2 separate regions of the Mus musculus genome follow, and region 2 is linked to region 1. A link is a contact called in public HiChIP or PLAC-seq data. All regions are on one chromosome and are shown on one strand. The core of a region is the stretch at or near the end of the contact, and the rest is flanking DNA. Distances in the headings are between cores, read along the strand shown.

What was found. HiChIP or PLAC-seq counts read pairs in DNA pulled down with a chosen protein or histone mark.
Region 2: a contact with region 1 is called in an HNF4G HiChIP or PLAC-seq map of pancreatic cancer cells. The contact joins the enhancer-like site here to the promoter of Diras2 in region 1. A contact is called at or near these places in 6 of 39 promoter capture datasets (the 3T3-L1 cell line, embryonic stem cells, hippocampal neurons and 2 more), 10 of 484 Hi-C or Micro-C datasets (the C2C12 cell line, the N1E-115 cell line, adipose-derived mesenchymal stem cells and 7 more), 4 of 115 datasets of contacts at active chromatin or transcription factors (embryonic stem cells, forebrain and pancreatic cancer cells) and 3 of 9 other capture datasets (embryonic stem cells, liver and pancreatic islet).

The regions. Positions count from the first base shown.
Region 1 is chr13:52,528,325-52,533,847 of GRCm38.p6, reverse strand. It overlaps Diras2 (DIRAS family, GTP-binding RAS-like 2), which reads left to right and starts at 3,012. Exons shown (of 2, transcript NM_001024474.2): 1 at 3,012-3,428.
Region 2 is chr13:52,478,685-52,484,207 of GRCm38.p6, reverse strand. No RefSeq gene overlaps it. Among named protein-coding and RNA genes, the nearest start is that of Diras2, 49 kb to the left of the region's middle. Within about 2 kb of position 2,212, at least 38 of the 459 cell types and tissues checked have an H3K27ac peak or open chromatin away from gene starts, as enhancers often do. A contact at or near this core is called in the C2C12 cell line, the N1E-115 cell line, embryonic fibroblasts and 2 more, where this site is marked.

The sequences.
Region 1 (5,523 bases), core at 1,763-4,262:
TGAGGTTTCACTTCATCATTTAGCCCGTGTTTTAGTTGTCATGGCAAGCAGGAACCTAGCTTGTTAGCCTGGGTGTTTTTCTCAGTTTTTAGACTTAGCAGCAGCGTGGTCAACATAAAGATTTACTCTTCTGGGTTAGTTTCCCCATTATCACAAAGATCTATCTATCTATCTATCTATCTATCTATCTATCTATCTATCTATCTATCTATCTTCCTTCCTTAGTGTGTGTGTGCACACAAGCAGGTAAGACATGTAGAGGCCACAGAGGTCAACCAATAGTTTTGTACCTCAGGTGTGTCAAACATTTTCTTTTAAAACATAAGATCTCTCATTGATCTGGAACACACCAATTTGTCCAGGATGGCTGAATGAGGATGCTCCTGTTGTTATGGTGTTGAGAACAAGGAGTTAACACCAAACTGTGGCAAGGTAAAAACTTATTTTTATGGCCAGTCCAAACTTAGAACAGGAGGCTTTTTTAAAAAAAATAGCAATGGAGCCAGTTATTACAAAGCAGAACATTGCAGTTGTTTTTATCATCATAGGACAAGAACATACTGTGGATTTGTAGTCAGTTATTAGAACATAGCATGGGACATTTTATGGTCAGTGGAAGTGGAAACTTTTGGTTTCTTTGGAAAGTCATGCCAGTTGGTGTTTTGCTGGGGGCACACAGATGAAAAGGTGTTTTACTAAAGCAGCCATGTGAAAGACTGTTTTCCTGAAGCAGACACAGGTGAAAGGATGTTTTGCTATAGCAGACATAGGAGAAAAGATACACAATGTTCAGAAGGAATATAAATGTGACCCCACAGACAGTTGGACCTTGAGCACTGGTTTGCTCTGTTCTGCCTTGCTGTTCTTCGCTAACAACAAGCACGTATTGGTTTGCCTTACACTGTGTTGCTGAGCCCCGCTTGATGTGGTGATGTCATAGAAAATTGCCAAAGAACTTCTTGAGAGGCCTCTAGCCCCTTGGTGAGCCTTGCACTTTCTTCTGCACTGAACTGCCCTTGCTGGTTTTTATGTAGTGTCTGCTGAGAGAACTGACTACAGCTGCTGGTTCGTATTCGGTGTTTGCTACTGGACTGAACTGCTGGATACCATGACAACAAAGATTGGACTCACCTCTCCCACCCCACAAGAACTCTTTCTAAATAGGTTGACTTCCCCTGTGTCCTCATAACTTTTCTCTTCCACTACCTCTGGTGGGTGGTAGGCTAGAAGGGAGGGAGAATCCTTATTAAAATAGGTTTAGAAAAAGACAGAGTCAGTCAATTCTTGGAACATATCATGAAACAATTTATGATGAATATATCACAAAGTTATAGAGGAAGAACAAGTTTAAAAAAAAAAAAGACAAGGTGGCCTTCATGTTAGGACATGATTAGAGAAAAACACACAGTTAGGGAACAGTATACAAATAAATCAAGTTCTAACATTATGTTTAACTAGGAAAAGGAAGAAAAAAAATGGAGCGAGCTGTCCCCTAATACTGTCTCTGGCTCTACAACTCTGGGATTACAAGAATGTCAAAATGTTAATTTTTTTTTTTTTTTTTGCATGCATGGGATCAAGCTCGGATTCTTGTGTGTGCTCCCCAAGTCCTGTAGCAACTGAGTCATCTCCACAGTCATACACAGACCTTCATAATGGAGAGACTGTGGACATGTGGACTTCCTGCTCACAGGCATATTCAAAGTAGGGCTACATTTGTGAAGGCCACTCTCAAATGGCCTTGTTAAAAATGGTCTACTCCCTTCTTATTTTAGTAGCCATAGCACTAAGGCCAGAGTCAAGCTGAACTAAGGAACAAAGATGTTATCTTAACTGTAAATAGTGAAAGCATATCTTAGGTAAGATTTCAAAACAAACAAACAAACAAACAAACATGTTTCCTGTGAATAGCAGGGCAGAGATTTGCTTTGCAAACCAACTTCAAAGGATTATATCCTCTGAAATTACAGGACTCCAGAACTTACCCAAACAGAAAAGTGACTATATTATAGCTTACAGAATCTGTAAGCTAAGCCTAATTTAGAAGATACAGGCCCCATTTTGTAATTCTTTTACCACATCACCAAAGGACAAAGATAAGGATAAAAAAAGAAAAAAAGAGTTTCCTCCAGCCATAGAGTGCAAGTATGATATAGGTAGATGTTCCTGTCCAGCGCTTACAAAATGTCAGTACAGCATATTCTCTCTCTCTCTCTCTCTCTCTCTCTCTCTCTCTCTCTCTCTCTCTCTCTCTCTCTCTCTCTCTCTCTCTCTCTGTTAATTCTTTGAAATGGTCATGAAAAGCTGCTGAGCAGCGTGGTCCCCCAAGCTTACCCAAAGAGGTGATGTCAGAGCCCTGTCCTGTTAAAACGCTTGAATTCTTGTAGTATGGTTGCCTTTCAGGCAGGGAATTTCTTGGCACCTCTAAGTGACAGGCTGTCTTGTGATTTAGCACATGTGACTACTATTGTCGACTTGACAGAATCTAGAGTCACCTGGAGACGGGCCTCAGGCTTGTGGGAGGAGAGATTATCTTGATTACTTAAGTGTTGTGCAAAGGCCGGTCTTGACTGTGGGCTAGACCATTCCTGGGTACAGGATCCTGGACTATACAAATTGATCTCGGTAGCAGCGTGCTTCCACAGTCGTCTAAGTTCTGATTACCGATGCGATGTGATCAGCCATTTCAAGATTTTTTTTTTCCTGCTTTGCTTTTTTACTCTGAACTATGAGCCAGAGCAAACCCAGTTTTCCTTAGCTTGTTTTTGTCACAGCTACAGGAACAGAAACCTTGCCCAGTGACCAAGTCTTATTGCGTGGTAAGCAGTGATTAAGTACACTAGGGTAGGAGCATAGTTTTAAACACAGGAATCCACTGTCCTTTCAACGGAATGATTTTTGATTCATTTAATTTTCAGAAAATTCTAGTCTCTTGTCATCTATTCCAGAAGCTTTCGGTAGAGGGCAGCTGAAGGCTCCCGGTGAAAAGCAGGCCACCGCAACGAGCAACCACTGTGCTTGCAGGAGCTTGAGGAGGGTGGAGCCGGAGGCCGGGAGGCTAGAGCCAGAGAGCACCGCGTGGGAGGACTGCACAGGGCCAGGCGCGCGTGCGGGCGGTGCAGGGAGCGGTGCTGGAGGTTGTAAGGCTGTGCAGAGAGCTCGGGCGGGTGCATAAGGCAGAGAGGGGCAGACAGAGAGGGGCAGCACAGGGGGCAGGACGTTGCATTGGGCGTTGCACTGGAGGTGCAGGGCTCTGGACATTGCACTGGGGGTGCGGTGCACAGGGCGGTGCGGGGCGCAGGGCAGCTGACAGCGTCATCAGGCGGGAGCAGCGCGCACTCCGCCTCAGCAGCCACCGCATCGCGCTGCGCGCAGCGGGTCCCGGAGCTGCGCCTGGAGACCTGCGGCTCTGAGCCGGCTCTCCCCAGGTAAGCAAGCCACCACGGCTCTCGGCTGGAGCTGGATACAGCTCGCGGGTGCCCGGCGCTTTTGGCCAGTCCTGGGAGCCAGAGGAGCAGGATTACTCTCTGGGGCTGAAGATCAGTATGTATCCCAGGACTTGGAGAGGGGGACCAGCCAGCCTCATCCTGCATCCTTCCAGGAGGGGAGGGCGAGGACGAAGCCATAGCTCAGTTGGGAGAACGTTAGACTGAACACCTAACATTGCTTTGAAGGGGCAAAACCTCAGGGTCTTACCCAAGATTAGGGATCCCGTCCTAACAGGAGTTGCGGTTGGGGAAATTCTTTGACTGCAGGTATTCTAATGAATGCGGAAGATTCCATCGATTTAGGAAAAGTCTCCTAAAGAGGTACAGCTAGAGAAAGAAACATTCAGAGCCAAGAAGAAATGGCTAGGGGATTCCTGATGTTTGGATCCCAACCTCTAGACTTAACGCTCTGGAAAGGGACCCGCCCCAATGTCTCATTTCCTATTTTAAAGACCAGGCTTGGGATATCCACGGGACTCCCCTTCTTCTCCCGGTGGGAGCTCAGGCAAGTCTCAGCATCTAGTCCAGGCAGAAGAACGTGGGTCTCCATCAGAGGACAATGACAGCTGGCTGCCCAAGGGTTGGACTTCCCCACCCTGCTTTGCGATTCCATGTCCCAGTTCATATTCTTTGGGGTTGGGGGATCTTTGGAACTGGACACCACACATCTCGGTTGTTCCATGCCTTCAAAGGTGGAACACAGTATAACTTGGGTGGAGGAATCCGTGCCCAGCCAGCCTTGTTTAGGAATTCATTTCACATTTTGGTTCTTGTTAGCTTTTAATCGGGCCCCCGTGCATACTAGTTTATACTAGCAGAAGTTTTGTGATTTGCTTAAAAGAAAAAAAAACCCATAAAATATTATTTTAAATGACTATTTTCTAAGTAACAGCAAAAAAGCTGAAGTATTTTAGATCTCAGATCAGTCTAGATGTGTTCTTTCCCACTGGCATTTGGGTTCGAGGAGGTGGAGTGGGTGGTAGAGAAAAGGGAATAAAATTAGAATAAATTTAACAAATTTGTATGGGAATCATACTTTAAAAAAAGAAATTGTTGTTGCCTAAAATTGCAAACTATTCAGTTTTATCTGTGCCCTTCGAACTGGAGAGGGCCCTGAGCACAAGAAGACACAACACCCCCCGCACCCCCATCCCAAATATATCAGAGAAACAGAAGGTGGTACAGGTAGGAGGTCCGTTTGACTGAAGATTTTACATTTAGTGCAGGTGGCTGTCCCTGGAGAACCCAGGCAAGGAGCGGGGAGAGGCAGGGCTGACACAGACTGTAGCCAGGCTCCGAATCCTGTTCAGTTTTCTTGTGTTGGGGACCCGTGTGTAGGGCTTATACAGGAACCCCCAGAAGCTTTTTCATGAGTGCCTTAGCAGGGTGCTCTGGAGGCTTCAGACTCACAGTTTGAAAGGCAAGCTGGGCAGGGAGGGGACTCCAGCAGCTGGCTAGCAACCAGCCTTGTCAACAGAACTATTTCAGCCTGAGAAGGGCAGGCGGGGACCTTGCTACCGGCTTCCCATATGTGTCCCGTTTTCTACGGCACACGGCATTCTATACTTCCCTAGAAACAACTTATTCTAGCAACAAATGGTGGGCATCCGATGGGGACAGACAAAACCTCTGAAAAACTAATGGGGCTCTTTTTATCAAGAAAGAAATATACCTTCTTGTAGTCGAAAATATATTGTAGTCCAACCAAGGGATGGTTGACATGTTGAATTCAGTCAATGGCTTTAGATAAAAGGCATCGTGTGTCCAAGACGAATGCACCATGCTCTTGTACCAGGGAGTTTCTGTTTGACAGTGAGAGAATTTGGTTGCCTCCGCTGTGCTGAAAGTACTCAGCCAGCACTTCCTTCTCAACGAAGCTAACCAGTATCCCATTCTCTTTCGCAAGCCAGCTCCAACCTGCCTATTGATCATCCGTGCTTCTGGAGAGAGCACATTGGCCATGGACAGGTGTCCTTTTCAGGGCTAAACTGATTGCTATGACATTAATTGATTTGGGTAACGATTTTTCCAGGAA
Region 2 (5,523 bases), core at 963-3,462, 49 kb after region 1:
GAGGTGTTTAACTGGGCCTTTGTCACTAAGGCCAATTGCTTTATTTAACGGGATGTTCCGGTCTTGTTTCCCACATTTTGCAGGATTCCTTTTGGAGAACGGTTATTCACTTTTTTCTCCAGGGTTCCAAAGAACTAAAAAAATTTAATTTCTTTTTATTAAGACCTGGTCAAACTTTTCCAACGTTCATTACTACCCGGCTATAATCCTGTTAAGCCCAGAAAGTTAACAGGTAACTTTGTCACAGAGAGCCTTCTGAGGCCCTGTTCTGGAGCTCTGAATGGGGCCAATGATTTTGGAGGAGCGGTGCCTGCAAGGGTCACCCTGGACTTGCTCGGAATCTGTGAGTTGGGATTCATTTCCTCTTAACCTGATGAGTGGGATTTAGCTGAGTGCCAGGGAGGCAAGAGAAGCTGGGATGTCTAAAGTAGACCCTCACTCAGGAAGAAGAAATATATTCAAATCCTGTATAGTATCATACGTGCCCTCTTGGGCCAACTTGACCTAGTTCTTGTGCACCGTAGATGTCCTACATTCTTGGCACACCCAACACGCTGGGGTCTCTAATACAGCTGCAGATTTACCTACACAGCTGCATACACAGCTGTCTCACATATTCCGTACGTACCTACCCTCCTATACATTTCTTGGCCTCTGGATTTTATTTTTTGTCCCCCAAAACTCCTGTTCCAAGACAGTGCCACATGGCTAATGTTCTGGTATGCTGATAGTTCAAGCAGAAGCTGGACCCACCAAGATGGCCATTACAAATGCCAGTGTAGCTGAATCTGGGCAAACATGTCTTTAGGCTGCGCTGTCTGAGCATCGCTCCCCAGAACCATCTCTCCTATTTTTCCAGTGTAAATCATGTGCTTTCTCTTTCATGGCACCTGTTTCTTTAACAATAAGAAGTGCTTTGTCTACAGCTTTTAATGTGTATGTCCTTTTTCCTCACCAAACTGTACATTTCCCCTATTTGTCTTCTCTTCTTTCTGCTCTGAATTATCACTATAATTCTGGATAAATGCATCAAGTAGCAACCATGTTGCAGCTTGGCTACCATGCTCTCATAAAATTTCCCTTGATAAATAAGCTGGTCTGGTTGGTCTATTGCTTCTATATTTAACATCACTTAAATTTTCAGCACATGGGCATCATGTTGACAGTTTTGTTTGTTTATTTGTTTTGTTTTGTTTTGCAGGAGGGTTACATATATGAATGACAACTAGTCCAATCCCTGATTGAGTCTTTGTTCTTGTCTGAAGCCTCCTGAGTAAGCTCTATTTTTTTTCTTGCCTTTCTTTTGTTTTCTTTTCTCTGGAGTAGTATGTGTGGCATGTGTGAATGCCTGTATATATGGGATGTGTGCGTGTGGAGCCCTGAGGCTGACATCAAGTGTCTTCCTTGGTCATTCCTTGCCTTTACTCTCAGTGTTTCCATCAGCAGCTTGGCTTTCTTCTTACCACCATGTCCCTCAACCATGTTCTGATTACTGTCATCTAGGGTTGCTCTGGCTCTTGCCGCCTCCTCCTCCTCCTCCTCTTCTTCCTCCTCCTCCTCTCCCTCTTCCTCCCCACCCCTTCTCCCTCTTCCATCTACTTTTCTTTATATTCTTCTGAGTCAGTCTCATAACCCAGCCCGACCTCGAGCTTGCTGTTCATTCATCCCAGCCCCCTTAATGCTGGAATTACAAGTGTGCACTTGCACACCTAGTTCATTTTCTTGTTCTTCACTCTCATTCAATTTAAAAGAAATAATAGCCCTTGGTCTATACCTTTCCAGATGCCATAGAAAAATAGCATCAACTTGAATTGTATTCTTTCTTCATCTTAAATTGAATCTCTGCCAGTCTGGCTCCTAAATGGCTCTTGGTGGCCAGATAATACCTTTTGATATTCACTCCCATTGCGGTCTCTTTCACCTGAGTTGGTCTGGTTGGTCTCATTCAGATGGACAGACAAGGGCAGAAGTGATAGGATGCCACTTCCAGATTAGCATATAATTGGTTTTGTTCTCCCATATTCTCCCTAGGTAAGCCTGCTGTACCTTGCAGAGAGGCATCTTCGACTCAGGACCGAGGTTGTGACCCTGCAGGCTAGCTAGGTTACCCACTCTGACCAACAGCTCCACTGTATCTTCACAGGGAACCATGGGCCAGGGGGATCCTGCTGGTTCATGGCTGGATTCCTGACTCATAGAAATGAAAGGCTAACAAATGGTTGTTTAGATTGCTCAGTGTTGAGTAATTGGCTCTGTGGCAATTAGTCTTCTCTTAGTCACCAGCCATGTGTCACTGGGATGCAATAGCTGGCACAGACTGATGGTGAAGCAAAATGAAAGTTTGGCTCAGGGTTCTAGAGTTTTAAGTCCAAGATTAGGTAATTCCATTAGTCCCTTTAGGTCTTCTGGTAAAGACCATTGTCTTAGTTAGGGTTTTACTGCTGTGAACAGACATCACAGCCAAGACAATGCTTATAATGACAACATTTAATTGGGGCTGGCTTACAGGTTCAGAGGTTCAGTCCATTATCATCAAGACAGGAAGCATGCAGCACTCAGGCAGGCATTGTGCGGGAGAAACTGAGAGTTCTACATCTCCATCTGAAGGCCTCTAGGAGAAGACTGGCTCCCAAGTGGTTAGGAGGAGGGATTCATTGCCTACCCCCACAGTGACACACTTCTTCCAACAAGACCACATTTACTCCAACAAGAGAAATGCCCCCTTGTAATGTCACTCCCTAGACCAAGCATATTCACACCGCTATAACCATGTATCCAAACCACACACCGAGATAATCTCTCTGTGCTGGTTAGTCAATTGGCACAGCTAGAGTCAATGAGAAGAAAGTTTGATGAGGAATTATCAAGTTCAGGTTTGCCTGTGGGCATGTCTGTGGTGGTGGAGGATTGTCTTGACATCTGATTGATGTAGAAAGTCTCAGGCTGCTTTGGGTTGCACCAATCCCTAAGCAGTGGGGTCTAGAACAGTGTAAGAGAGAAGAAAGCTATCTGAGAGCAAGTAAAAGAGAGATGCATGCATCTCTCTTCTTTTGACCATGGACACTAAGCTTTGAGTTCTTGCCTTTAATTTCCCCCCAAAATAGTGAATATAACCCAGAATTATACCAAATAACCTTTTTCTCTCCTAAATTGTTTTTTGTTGGGGGTATTTTATCAGAGTAATGGACATCAAACTAAGGCCCTCTCTATTCCATGATCCTTAGTCACACCCACAAAGTCCCTTTACCACATGGACCAATGCATCTCCTGAATCCAGGATTAACATGTAGACCTCTTTGAGCATCATTATTCTGCCTTTTTCCAGGGCAAATTCTTGGAACCCAGCACCATAAGCTGTGTATTTGATGTCTGGTTTCCCCCTTGGACTGTGTTGTTACCAACTCATACTGGACACCGATGAGCTTCCAAATTTTCATCTATAAAACAGAGATGACATAAAAAAAAATGATTCTGTCTCTTTTCACAGGTTGACGGGACATGATAAAAAGTTTGTAGAACCTCAGTTAAAGTTCCCCCCAATGTAAATAAATACATAAAACTGTGGCACTCTGATGATAACATAGGGCAGAACAGTAGATAGCTGGGCTGTGAACACCCACCGAGCAGAAGTGACCCCACCGTGGGAATGGAACAGATCATGAGAACTGAAGTGGTCTCAGGAAAGCCAGAACTTAGCATCAGAATGGAAGCAGCCAAAGGCTGTGTTGACTTTCTGGGGCGTTGTGAACAAACCTGTTTTTCTCAGACAGGGCACCAATGCCAGACCAAAGAGACACTTGTACCCATGCCTGGTGTGCACCAAAGAGTGTATCGGGATGACTTACAATAGCACAGCTGACTCAAAGGCAGCAGCAGCAACAAAAAGTTCACCCCAGCACGGGTGATAACTCACATCCCCGGAGCTTCCCATACAATCAGTTCAGAGAGTCCCTTAGTCTCAGTAGTTGTCACTGCTCATACAACCTTGAGGGCAGGGCCTGGGAATTGACTTTGGGAGTCATGAGGAGCTGCCTGAAGGGAAGGAATGCTTCACTTGGAGGAAATTGCAATTGCTATGCGACATTAGGCTCTGAGACTGCCTGCCTACTGTCTGGTTATTTCATGACATCCATGAGTGGGAGCTGAGAAAGCCGGAAAGGGAGAGGAGAGAGGATGCTCACTGCTTCTCTTAAGACCAAGTGACAACATGCAGTCCTTTACTTCCATGTCCCTGTAGACATAGCTCCCACGTTCAACTGAACATTCCATCTTATGCTTGATGGAAAGCAGACACTCACCAAACACTGGGCATGGACCTACTGTGGCCATAGAGGAAGGTTGCAATGTTCATCCCCTTTGCAGACAAGAAGCCTGGTCAAGTGCAGCCCCTGCTCGTCTTCTGGGGAAGCTCAGAGCCCTCCCCCACCCCACCCCCACCGCCCCAGTTCCTTTGATCCTGATCCCAGTTCCTCTAGGATCAGGCTTTGATTGAACGGCTTTCTACTTCTTACTGAAACCACAGCCCAGCAATCAAGTCTTACTCAACTGGGCAAGGCAGTAGAGAGATAATGCCTTCAAAGATGGCCACCATATCCCAACCTCTGGAACCTATAAACACCAGATGAACATAACTTCCTATGGTTAAGGAACTTTGTCGTTGTGACTAAGCTGAGCATCTTGAGATGAGGAGGTGATCCTGGGTTAGCAGGTAGGCCCGGGCCACATGCCAATGTTCTCAGCAAATGAATTTATTTCCAGTGGAGATCAGAGGGCGACTGGGACCATGAAGAATGGTCAGTGAGATGTGAGTTTGCTGAGTGTGCAGGCAACCAGAGAGGCCTTTACAGAAAGCAATGTCTGCAGTCTACATCATGAGGAATGGGAGGGACCGGTAATGAGGCGGAGTCTTCCCCAGTGCCGCTAAGGACACATGGGTGAATCCTTGAATTTAATCCAGGAGGCATTGTCAGATGTTATGCCTGCAATGCTGTAAGTGTTAGCCATAGTGACTCTGCAGAATTCAGCTTTACCCTCAGCATTTACCAACATTGTTCCTATTATTCAAGTTGTTAATTGACACAAAATAATTGTGCGCACTTATGAGGTATGAAGGAGAGTTTTGACTCTTGCATATTGTGACAGCTATTCCTGATTGTCAACTTGACTACTTCCGGAACGAACTACAGCCCAGAAATGGAGGGCACTCCTGTGATCCAAAAATTGAGGCTGGAAGAAGACACAGGCTTCTGACCTGGATCTTGACATGGGATAACACACGTTTTCGATCCAGATCTTGAGGCATAGTGGCCATAAAAACCTTAGACCCAGGCAAGATAGTACAAGCCTTTAATTCCAGGTGACAGAGGCAAGCAGAACTCTGAGTTCAAGGCCAGCCAGAGAAAGAGCAAGTTCTAAATCCAGGCATGGTGGCACACATCTTTTTTTAACCACTTTTTTGTTTGTTTGTTTGTTTGTTTGTTTTTTGAGACAGGGTTTCTCTGTATAGGGTGGCACACATCTTTA